Linked DNA regions of Macaca mulatta: region 2 is linked to region 1. The links are chromatin contacts, called in public Hi-C maps. All regions are on one chromosome and are shown on one strand. The core of a region is the stretch at or near the end of the contact, and the rest is flanking DNA. Distances in the headings are between cores, read along the strand shown.

What was found. A called contact is a pair of places that touch in the nucleus more often than the background predicts.
Region 2: a contact with region 1 is called in a Hi-C map of liver, with 1.9 times the contacts expected there. The contact joins the promoter of ANTXR2 here to the promoter of PRDM8 in region 1. A contact is called at or near these places in 4 of 14 Hi-C or Micro-C datasets (CD4 T cells, fetal cortex germinal zone, fetal cortical plate and 1 more).

What each region holds. Positions count from the first base shown.
Region 1 is chr5:53,603,650-53,609,658 of T2T-MMU8v2.0, reverse strand. PRDM8 (PR/SET domain 8) reads left to right here and starts at 2,760. Exons shown (of 5, transcript XM_078002643.1): 1 at 2,760-3,029; 2 at 5,326-5,546. The coding sequence starts at 5,328. LOC144340976 reads left to right here. Exons shown (of 4, transcript XM_078002644.1): 3 at 1,264-1,375; 4 at 1,613-1,888. The coding sequence ends at 1,618.
Region 2 is chr5:53,730,643-53,736,651 of T2T-MMU8v2.0, reverse strand. It overlaps ANTXR2 (ANTXR cell adhesion molecule 2), which reads right to left and starts at 3,033. Exons shown (of 17, transcript XM_015138456.3): 1 at 1,875-3,033; 2 at 1,037-1,108. The coding sequence starts at 2,026. It also overlaps the pseudogene LOC697531.

The DNA.
Region 1 (6,009 bases), core at 1,511-4,010:
TGAAATGAAGCATCTGTTGGCCAGTTTCTCAATAAATCACTCCCTTCTCAGATGTATAAAATCGTCGCTGTTTTCTAGCTTGAGACTTAAAAAGGTCAAGCTGTTCCACCCTGAACTTAAGTATCAAAAACATTATTTTATACAAACTGGAGTCAAGGTTTTAGTACCTCAAAAGAAACATAGTTTAAATGGTCTCTATATCTAATAAGAGAAAGGCCAGGCACAAGAAAAATGCCTTCCATTTAGAGTTTATTTTCTAAATGTCCACATTCTGGAGTAGAGGCTTATATATTTACAATATGTAAGGTAATTTTTTAATGCTTTGCATGGACAGATGACTTTTCCTGAAAGATAAACTTCCAATGCTCTAAATAACAGCAAAAGAAAGCACTAAGGAGTGTTCTGTTCAACAGATTAATGAAATTATGTTCTTAAACACCATTCCTCACACACCATATTGCATTTATCAGTCTGTAGTTTCTAAGGGACCGCATGACTCTCTTATGGCTACTTTTCTTTATTAACTGGAAGTTGTTTACAACCATGCCTCTTCTGCCCTTTACTTTTCTTCTTTCTTCTACTCGGAATTAACTTACGTTTCTGGCCACTATTCTTCAAACCTGAGGTTTATTTTCCAGATGTTTGAGACATTATTTTCACATTTCTAATTCTTCCACCCATTCTTTAAAGAAGTATTAGGGGACAGTGTGTCCATGCTTTTTTTTTTTTTTTTTTTTTGTGTGTGTGTGTGTGTGTGTGTGTGTGTGTGTGTGTGTGGAGAGAGAGAGAGAGAGAAAGAAGTGAATCTAGTATTCAGTGGAGCAATCAGTTATAAGACAATTGGTAGCTCAGTACAGCTGCAGATTCTTATATACAGACATGTAAGAGAGCCCTCATTGCACTAAGCCTTGATCATTAGGAGTCACCCTTAGCTGAAGTACATAAAATTGCACATAGCCAAAGTACGTAAAACTGCACTTCAAGAAGCTTTCTTTGAAAAGTCAGTAGCTAACCTGAAAACTAAGGAATTCCCCCACTTTCTCTCAAAATATGGGGATTTGACAGCCCTTCCTTCTGTGAATTTCAGCTTAGTTCTAGGCAGCAATTCAGAACTTGCATGGGGTACTGACCAGAAAAGAGAAGGAAACACACACACACACACACACACACACACACACAGGGGCGGGAGGGGGAGAGAGAGAGAGGGAGAACAAGGAAGAAAATGAACTTCATGGGAAAGTCCTTGCACTTGTTTCTCCTCAGGAAAATCCTCCCCTGGCCTCCTGGGACTGCAGTCACCAGGCTGTCCAAGCCTCCATACTCCACTGAGTTCCAGAGAAGGGTCTCAAAGCTGGGAGAGGATCAAACTAACATGGTAAGCTGCTTTTTGCCAACTCCCCAAATACATTATTTCAACAACAACAACAAGGAAAAACAACACCAAGGAGGCTATCTCCTTAAGTTGTGGTTGTACCTCCTCCACTTTAGCCAGCTGCACAATCCGATTTATCCTAATGCTGACAGATTGCCCACTTCAAAGTAGTGGTGGTGTGGGTGGGGCTGAAGAAGTTGAGAAACAATCTATACCACTCAAAGGCCTTTCTTCCCTTAGGAGTAGAGAATTGAACTGTGAAAAAGAAGCCCGAGATCCCCCAGCGAAATGGTGTTGCAGCCCCGTTGAAGGAGTCAACTTGCAGGCTGTTAAAGACCTCAAGTCATTAGCATCAGCTGCTGCACTAAAGGGGCAAGTCAGCGCCTCTAAGTGGCTTAGCGCACAAACGAGGCTCCCGAGACGGCCTTGGCAACTCCATCCCCTCCTCCACCACCCGCTGGATGCGAAAAGCTTTCCGGAGCCCATCTTGATAATCATTTTTATTTTGAATCACCCTTGCCTCGCAACCCCAAGACCTCAGAGTGCCAACAGCACCCATTATAGGACTCCCTCTGGGGCTGTGCAGATTCTGCACGAAGCAGAGGGCAAAAAAAAAACACAAACAAACAAACAAAAAAACCAGGAACTGTTTGAGTCCACTAACCTGCGCTCTTCCCACCAACCTCCGGCACCCCACCTCCGCCCACGTACCCGTGTCCTGGGACTGGGAGGTACCGTTATGTCCCCTTCCGAGGTCTGGTGACATTCTCACTCCAACCTCATCTCCCGAGCCATGGGAAGGCTGAGTCAAGTTCTTACCAAAGCGCATCCTTTCTGAATTTTGCAGGGGGAAGCTTGGTAGTGTTGGTGCTCCTGAAGAGAGACGACGCCCCTTTATCAACCTCAGGCAACTAGCGGCGCAAATCAGCGGTGGCTCCAGGGCTAGAGTATCCCTGGGGCTAACCGCACCCCTCTCCCTTTCACGGAACGTGGACTCCGGGGAAATACGCTCGGGGTCCGCACGCGCTGGGTGTCCAGCTCTCTGTCATAGCTTCTCCAAGTGCCTAGTGAAACGGGGAAAGGCCCTCTCCAATCCTTTTGGTACCTTCCTTTCCAATCCTGAAACGATTTTCCCCTCCTAGCCGTCCCAGAGGGCCCGAGCTTTAGGAAGAGGCGGGCCGGGACGCTCTCTGAGAGGCGTTGCCACCCGGGGTAGGCGCTCATGATCTGCGGGGCGCGGGCAGGCCGGGGGAAAAAGCTGCGAGGCAGGCGGCGCCGGAGGGAGCTCCTGGCCCAGCAAAGAGTTAAAGGGAGGGGACGTGGGCTGTCACGCGTCATTGGGCAGATTATGTGCAGCAAACAAAAAGTGTGTGTCTGCGTGCCAGTCAGTCACTGCATCGGGTCCATCTGTACAACTCTCTCCGTTTCTCCGTCTCCCTCTCTCTCTCTCTCTCCCTGCCTCCCTCCACCCCCCAATCTTTTTCTCCCCATCTCTCCATCTCTCTCTTATCTCTTTAGGAAAAGCCTAAAAGACGGCAACACCAACACCTCTTGACATGGAAATACACTGATACAATAGGCAAAAAGAAACACTCGATTGCATCTTCCGGGTTCCAGGTGGCCTTATTTGGTAGAGTCTATACTGACCTTATTCCTGGTAAGTCTATTTGCATTGATGTGGGAGGGGGATGGGAGGAAGGCAGTTTGGTGGAAAGAGTAGAAAATTTTGTCTTCCGTCTCCTTATTATCCAGAAGAGAGAGAAAAATAATTCTTGAGGGGCTCTCTACTGCCAGGAATATTGTACAAAAGGAGGAGCGGGTGGGGAGCACTTTGCCGGAGAAGCCAGGGACTGGGGAGCGCGCGGCCGCCAGACAATGCCTGACTAGAGGGACGGGCTAGCGGCGGGCAGCAGCGACCGGCTTTCAGAAAGCCCCGCCGGCTCTGGGGCATATTCCCAGGGCAGGCGGATAAGAACCTGGGCCCAGAGCGGGGCACGGAGCTGTGAAACGTTGGGTGGCAAAGGCGACCGCACGCGGGCGGGCGCTCCTAGGCTCTTGCCCAGCAGTTATTGTGATGGGCTTGAGGCTCGTGGCGGCTGGCGCGGCGACTCCGACCGCTATTAGCGCGGCGGAGTGAGGACCTTTTCACCGTATTGTTAGGTAGAACTGCATTTTAATGACTGTGTCCCTGCTGTTGCCCGAAGTGACGGGGGCGACCTCCCAGCACAATGAAATGCTTGTGTGAAAGAGATTTTTAAAAGGAAGAGAGAAATTGGGGCATAAAACGCTGAATTGAAGGAAATTGAAAAGAGGAGAATAGGATTCCGTTGAAAATGAGATGAGAGGTTATGGGTTTTTTAAAATGTATTTTAATTTGAAATGAAAAATCAGGATGTCTACCTTGTATGGGGTAAAAATGTCCAGGGATAGATGATGTAGAATAATAAAGTTTCTTCTTTATGGATATTTTCCCTTATTTCTGCTGTCTGGTAGATACAGCCCAACACTTGACATTTGGGGGATGCAAGAGGATGAATGGAAAATGAGACGAACCAAAGTTTTAGGCTATGTTAGCTGGAATGGGGGGGAAAAAGCACACCTTGTAGTCACACGTGTAAGGTTAATTGGTTAATATAAATTAAAATAAAAACAGACGTCACTGATATTATTCCATAATGAACAGCTTTGCAGGAAAAGAATTAGATCTACTCTTTCCTGTTACTTTAATTATACAAAACATACATAAATAATTGCCAACGGTGACATTATCAGGGAACAACAAACTTGGAGGAATCTTTTGATTAGTTTGAAATACTAAGCAATGCAGCTAGTCCAAAGCTAGTTAAAAAAATTTAAGCACCTGTTTCTTTTTTTCTTTTTTCTTTTTTTTAATGATAAGTCTTGTATGGGGTGTCCAGAGGAAGGAAAATGTCCCTTTATGACAGCTTAATAGAGAACCCTCCATTGGGGCATTACTTTCTAAATTGCTGTGGATTAAACAGCTGGAGAGCCCACTGAGGAGTGCTCAAGGAGGGCTGCCCCCTCTTGCCCAAAAAGGGTCATATGGGGTAGGGGGAGTGAAAATTTACCAGTCATTACACACAGTATTTCAGACTGGGGACACTTTAGGCCTGTCCTGTACCTGCTCACTTCATGAGCTACATGTGACTCAATCCACCCCCTTGTATAACAAGGTAACCGGGATTCACTCTCATCCATAAATAAGCATGTCCAGAAAAAAAAATTACCTCTGCTTGCTGCTTTTAATTAAAGCCTCAGAGGAACAGTGTTGGATTATGGTAATGAGCAGACATACGTCCCTTCTTGTAGGCTGCAGAGAAAGGTTGGCTGACACAGAATTAGTGGCCCTGACACTCCACTTGAAATCCATTCGCCATGCTCCGCTGTCTCCGCCTGCTCACTAACGCTGCTCCCCTCTTTGGAAGAAAAGGAAAAAATCAGCTCCCGGGCACCCAGTTCAATACATAGGCAGAGGCACTTTTCCCCAAGGGTTAGAAGTTTCTTTCAGTAAGGGAAGTCTATAGGCTGGTTAAAATATATGTGCGTGTGTGTGTATAATATATAAATATATATATAATATATAAATATAATATATATATAATATATATTCTGCCTTGAACTTCACCTCCAAAACCTACCCAATCCAACATCAAGGTAATGCAAAAATGATCTAGTCTTTCCAGCCCTTTCTTTTCTTTCTTCTAAGCAGTCAGCTCCAGATTTCCCACTATTCTAATTATTTTAACAAGTATCTCTTAGTTTTCATCTTTAAAATATGCCATGTTTATCTCCTATAATTTTGAAATAAGAGCTATGCAAAAATCAGGCAGGTGCAAGGAAAATCTGCCTAGTATTTGAACAGTTCTGCCTAGGTTAATGGCAGTAGAAGCAGTATTGTAACTCACTTTCTTGTGCTGTGTGTCTATCTCCAGTGATGGAGGATACAGGCATCCAGCGAGGCATCTGGGATGGAGATGCCAAGGCTGTCCAACAATGTCTGACAGATATTTTTACCAGCGTTTACACCACCTGCGACATCCCTGAGAATGCTATATTTGGTCCCTGTGTCCTGAGCCATACTTCCCTATATGACAGCATAGCTTTCATAGCTCTCAAGTCTACTGACAAGAGAACAGTACCTTATATCTTTCGGGTAAGTCTCCACTGGAGCTGTGTAGGTGTATGAGGGTAATGTCCTGTTGGAAATGGACTAAAAATAATTCTAATGACAAGTGGAGATAGGTTTTGCCTGTGGAAAATGCAATAAAGCAAGCAATCCATTTCACACATCAAAAATTAGAAAAGGAAAATTAAACTCAAATTATTGTCAACTGATTTTTTGCAATAAATGACAAAATTTGATTTGGAATGTTAGAAATATCTAAATCAGTGCTTCAGTTCTGGTTTATCTGGTTTATCCTAAACTCTGGGAGATTTCACTGGGGCGGAGGCTATTTGCATACTAACTAGTTTCTGCAAGTTCTTTGACAAGTATTTGCCTTCCATTTGAGGAGGCTACTTCATCCCCTAAATATTAGTTTCTTTGGTAATATTAGCTAGTGCCCAGAGTTTGTATTTAAGTAAAAATGTTAATGGTTTTGATAGTAAAGCATCAT
Region 2 (6,009 bases), core at 1,784-4,283, 130 kb before region 1:
ACCCTGTCCAGAAATGAGTGTTAAACTTGGCTTCTTAAGCAAGGGACTGATGATTGAACATGGACAGGCATACATTTTTATAGGGATAACTTTACTGCTGCCAATAACTGAAAGCAAGGATTGCCTAGGCCTCTACAGATTGTTTGAAGTTACTTGCAACATGACTTTCAAAATGTTTTGATCATCCAAGCCTGTTTTACAGAAAACATTTGGGCTAACAAGACTGAAAGAAGCAATATTTAATGATACAGTTCCTATTCATGTCCTTTCCATTATCTTGATAAACTTGTGTTTGCTCATTGCATTTTTTCTTTAAAAAAAAAAAAAAAGAAGGAAAACGCCTCAAAAGCCTAGTGTCCTGAGGTCCTGAGGTTATTTTTAAATCGGAGATGCCACTAATTCCTAGTTACCTCTAAATAAGAGAGTAAGCTGGATTTCATACCAGTAATGCTTTTTATAGGAGAGGAAACCAGTCTTTCCTGGTGATGCTTATTGCATATATAGAACAGTTAAATTTTAAACCAACCACACACCCACACATTGTGTAAACACAAGTCGTTGCTTTAAACACACACACAAGTGCCTTTTCTGGTAGTGGGTTATTAACACATGTTCATTTGAAGTTTTCCAACACTTTTTGTTTGTTTTAATGAGGACTTCTATAATGCTAAGAAATGTGTGGAAAGGAAAATATATTATGGATACTATTCGCATAAAATTTATTTTTTAATGTGATAAATTATGAGAAAGCATAACTGAAATTCAAAACAGATGAAAATTCGGAAAGAAAAAGACATTTGGAAGAGTATTTGAAGATGCTTCCTTGGAGTCTGAGCCAAGTTTCTGGGATCCAGATGAAATAATCCCTCAAGGATTGAAGGGCTGTCCTAATAACACCATGTGTGCAATAACGACCTTGAGGCACTTAAAAGTAACATTTCAGGAAAAGTTTTTCCCATAAAAGGTTTCAGAAAAGGGAAATTCTACACTTTGCTCTACTTCTCCACTGCCTAGAAAAGTAAAATAAGAAAGATACCTCACAAATCTCTCCGCAAGTTGCTGGACGAAATTGTAAATTTCAATCCAGTTATTTGCCACACTCCCAGACCTGAAAGATGAAATTGAACTGATCAGAGAAACAAAACACGGAACTGAAAAGTAAACATGTTGAAATGGTTCCTTCTTCAATGTCACGAACATGGGGGCACCTGGCCTCTTTGTCAAGCTAAGTAAGGGTATCTGTAGCTGAAACTTTGGTGCTACCAAGAGTTAAAGAAGTCAGCCCCAGAGCGAGACTCCATCTAAAAAAAAAAAAGAAGAAGAAGAAGAAGTAGTAGTAGTCCGCTCATTTTCTGGGGGCAATACCTGCCTGCTAATTGTTTATAGTGGAACCCAGCTCTTCAGAGTAAACACAGAAACCTTACTTCGCAGGAAATGCAAACCACATTGGGCATGTTAACCCTAGGCTTTTCCTGGCTCCAATGAAAGCGCTATGATTAGGATAAAACCAGGCAAACTTTAGCCTGCATACGAGCGGGGGTCGAGGAAGTGGGTAAGGACTAAGTGGCCGATGGAGCTGGCCCGCAACAGGCCACATTCCCATTTCCCAAGAGGCCCAAAGACTGGCAAACAGTGAATACCCTAACTCCCCAAAGAGCCAAGTAGCCCACGGCTCCAATCACTACCTCCCACCCCACTGATCTCCGCCTACACAGATCCGAACCGCTTGCCCTTTGGAAGAAGACAGCAACAGGGCACCCCTCCGCGGGTTTCCAACACCACTCCCCGGGGCGCGCACACGCATCTCAGCCTCAGCCCCAGCTGATCCAGTGCAGCCGTCACCAGGAGACCCTGGACGTCCCTCGCACACTCACTTGTCCAGGACGAAGTAGAGATCAAAGGCTCTTCTGCAGGAGGGCTGCTCCTGGGCGCGCAGCAGCCCCCCGGGACCGCTGAGCGCCAACAGCCACAGCCCGGGGAACAGCCAGCTCCCGAGGCTGCGGGCCCGGGACCGCTCCGCCACCATCCTGCGGCCGGGGACCTGAGAATCCCTCCCGCTCGCAGTCTCTTCAGCTCGGGAGGGTCGCAAAGGTGCCGGGAGTCACCCGGGACGCACTCTGGGGTGGGGGGCGGCGAGCAGCTGAGGCGCCGGCGCCTGCGGCAACGGGACCCACCAGCTGACAGAGGGAGGGAGAGAGGGAGGTCCTGAGAGGACAAAGGCAGTCTCCGCCACCGCCGCAGCTGCCGCCGGAACTCTTGACGAATCCCAGTGGAAGCGCGATCCAGTCCTCCCCCTCCCGATTCCGGAGAGTTCCTGCAGACAATGCGGGCCCACGGCGACAGCTCGCGAGATGAGTTCCTCTCCGGCCTCGGGCCGAGCCTCCAGCGCCCGCCTCGGACCCGGACCTGGAGCCCACCCCGCCCGGAGGGCTGAAGTTCCCCCGCTGCCGTGCGCTTCGGGACAAGGGGTCCCTGGGACGCGGCAACGGCAGAACAAACTAGGAGTGGAGATCCTTCTCCTCCCGCTCCCTTCCTCCGGCAACCCCAACTCCCTCCGCACTCCGAAACTTTCCTCCCGGTGCTGGACTCTGGCACTGCGCTGACGGGCCGTCCCCTTTAGGGGAGGAGGCTAGCTGGCCCTGGGACTCCCGGCTGGAGAGAAGCCACGCCGAGGCCAGGAGCGCGCTCGGGCCAGGTCTAGGCTGCGTGTGTCAGTGTGCGCCCGGGGACGAGGGCGGGTCCCCAGCTGAAGCCTCCAAGCTACACACGCACACTTGTGGGTTTCTGCCGAGTTGAAGATGACTAACGCTTGCCAGATTTGGGAAAAGGAAGAAAGAGTTTAGAAAAACAAAAGTTCTGTAGAAACTAGACATACCCGTATATCCTGCAGGCCTGGCCTATTTTAGCAGCTGTGCTAAAACAGCCCCTTTGCGTGGTTTACAAATCCAAGACTAAGGATTCCATGGGAGGTGGCCTCCTCACTCCTCACTCCACCCCACCCCCTACTACCACAAACACTCTTTATGAACTTCCTCTTTTTTTTTCTAAAGAAACCTGCTTAGTTTTTGGGGTTTTTTTTTTTTTTTTCTAAAAAAAAAGCCAAGCCAAGGAAAGGCCAGAGTGGGGAGTGGGAGGGTATAGCAAGCATCTTTGGGAGTGGAAAGTTGTACCTCAAAATATTTCAGCCCACTATCATTCCCTGCAAGCTCCAGTTTTGGAGAATTTCCGCTTTGGGCAAGCTAGGTCTCCTTTGCAAAACTTGTGCAAGCACTCAAGTTGGTGCACAAATCCTCTGTCTACTAGTTCTGCTCTCCCTCCCTCCTCTGTCTTCCCCTCACCTCCGTGACTTCCGCCCTCCCTTAGTCAAAACTGGCTTTTAGAACCTACTACCTTTTCATTTTTAACAAAATCAATGCTTTTTGTAGTACTTACATATACATCTCTTCTGTTTGTTGCCGTATGTATTTAACTTTTCATTTATTATATTTGATATACAACCAGATATGTCAGCTCTTTGAAGATAAAAATCAATAACTTTAACAAAGATTCACTGAGTGCCTATTATTTGCTAGGCACTATTCCAGAAATGGAGGTTAGTGCACAGAACAAGATAACAAGCCCTTGCCTTCATGAAGCTGACAGTCTGGCTGAAGAGTGAAAGCAGACAATAAGAAATAAATACATAAGCAAGGAAAACATGTCCATATTAGATAGGTGGCTTGCAGAAACTTAAAATATTGTGATGATAAAGAATGACTGACTCGGTGACTAACAAAAAAGACCCAGTCATTCCAAGAGCTCTAAGAGGAAACACTTGAAGTTACTGCAAAGGTCCATAGACATTAGCTTAGCATATTCAAAAAAGAAAGAAAAAACTGTGTGGCTGGAGCTTTACAGGTAAGATGATGTAAGAGAAATAGGCAAGGGCCAGATTATGTGATGCTTTGTTTACTGAGATAAGGAATTCAGATATTTTATATTGAGTGTGATAGGAGACAAACAATCCTGAGGTTCATAAATTTGGAAAGGAGAACTTCATTTCTTATAAAGGGTTACAGCTGCAGGCTGGACTTCTTGACAGGCTGGGAAGTGTAGCCTCTGACAGAGATAAAAAGCAGGCACTCTGAGGGAGGTAAGGGTGGAACAGGAATTTATGCTGAATGAGTTGGCCAAATATACATATTCAACAAGTTATAGGAGGAACTACGAATATTCCTGAAGCAAGGGGTACATGAGCTATGCATATTTCTGAAGCAGGTGGGTTAAGTTTTCACATCAAAGTGCACATGGGACATATACAACATGCATGTTTAGTAAGCAAACATGCTTTTAAACATATAAACATGCATGTTGCCTATGTCTCATGTTCACTTTGAGGTGGAGACTTAACAATTAAATGTATTATATTTAGGCCCTGTATGTCAAAAGGTGAAACAGAAGACATGAAGGCGCTCAGTGCCACAGCCTCTGTAAACCGGCCAGAACCAGTCTGTGGTCAGTGGTCTCTTATCAGGAGAAAGTTATTAAAATCAGTCTCTTGTCCAGTCAAAGCTGTAATTATGGCTCATAGAACAGGGGTAGGTGTGGAGGATTATTTAATTAGTGTCTTGCAGCCAGTAAGATGCAATTGTTTCAATATTGGTTATCTTGAGGCCAGTGTTTGTTTAGATGCTAGAGAAAAAGAAAACCCTTGTGGCAGTTAGAATAGAGTTTATTTTTTTAAGTGTAGTGGTAGTTTGCCTGGCATGGTCTTAGGTCTTCTTTATAATTTGATGTCTTATGGACACAGAGTACATTCTGTCAGTCTTATCATCTCTATTTTAACAAAGGCAAAATGAAATGGTACCTTGGACCATCATCACTATAACAGCTAACCTGAGAGTTACGAATTGATGAAAACTTCAATATATACAGGCAGACCTCCATTTTGAAAATATGCTCACTACAAATGTCAAAGATTGAATGGAGGGTGGCTAACATCCCTTCTCACTCTTTGCCGACTGGTCACTTGGGGATGGAAATTCCACCACTATCAACTGCATCAATCTGCCACTTTTTACCTGATGGAGTGAGGAAGATACTGAGGGGCAAGGGGTTAACTAGATGGAAGATAACTTTCACTTTTGTAAGAAGGAAACATACATTCCTTCTTTTCACTTTTGTAAGAAGGAAACTTCCGTTCATATGTTTGAAATATAATTTTCAAACAATTAAGCCCTAGAAGAAAGTCCTTAATTAGTCCTAAGACTAATTAAGAAAGTCCTAAGAAAGTTCTTAAAGCACCTTAATTCTGTCCTCCTTGGTTTCATCTTTTCTTGAGGTTCTGACATTCTGATTACTTCTGTAGCCCTCCAGTCTCCAAGTATGTGTTGCCACCTCTCATTTCACATTTGGGTCCAACCCGAATGCATAAATCTCCTTGACCTCCCATAACAGAACTGAAACAGGCTGACATTTTCAGGAAATTTCTATCAACAGCTTATTCAAGTTTGGAAGATTTTTACTCACTGCTGGTTGAAATTGGTTTCCATTTTCAACTTTAATCTTAAGACAGAATCAAAGACATTATATGCCACATCAGCATGTTATTGAATAAAATCTGGGGAAAAAAAAGTATGCTAAAAAAAAGTGACAATTAGTTTCATGTTAGAAGGAGACAGAAGGCAAAGAAATATGAGACATGATCCTAACTATTTACTCTAACCTCCTGAGGAAGTATTTTGAAACTCACATTTGTTGGTTTCCTTTATCCCTAGCTTCTTGACTAATTTCCTGCTCATCTTCTGGGACTTCCCAAGCTGTTCTAAGAATCCACCTTGTCCTAGGCTCAAACTAAAGCAAAACACCTCGAATTTAAAACTCATTCTTCCTCAAGATTCTCAGGCCTTCTGAGTACCCCCACTCAGTTCTTCTTTCTTGAGTACAAGGCTAGCAGAGATTATTGACATACCAAAAAATAGTACCACTCTTTTGTTTATCTGTTTGCTTGGGTAAAGAATTCATCCCAGT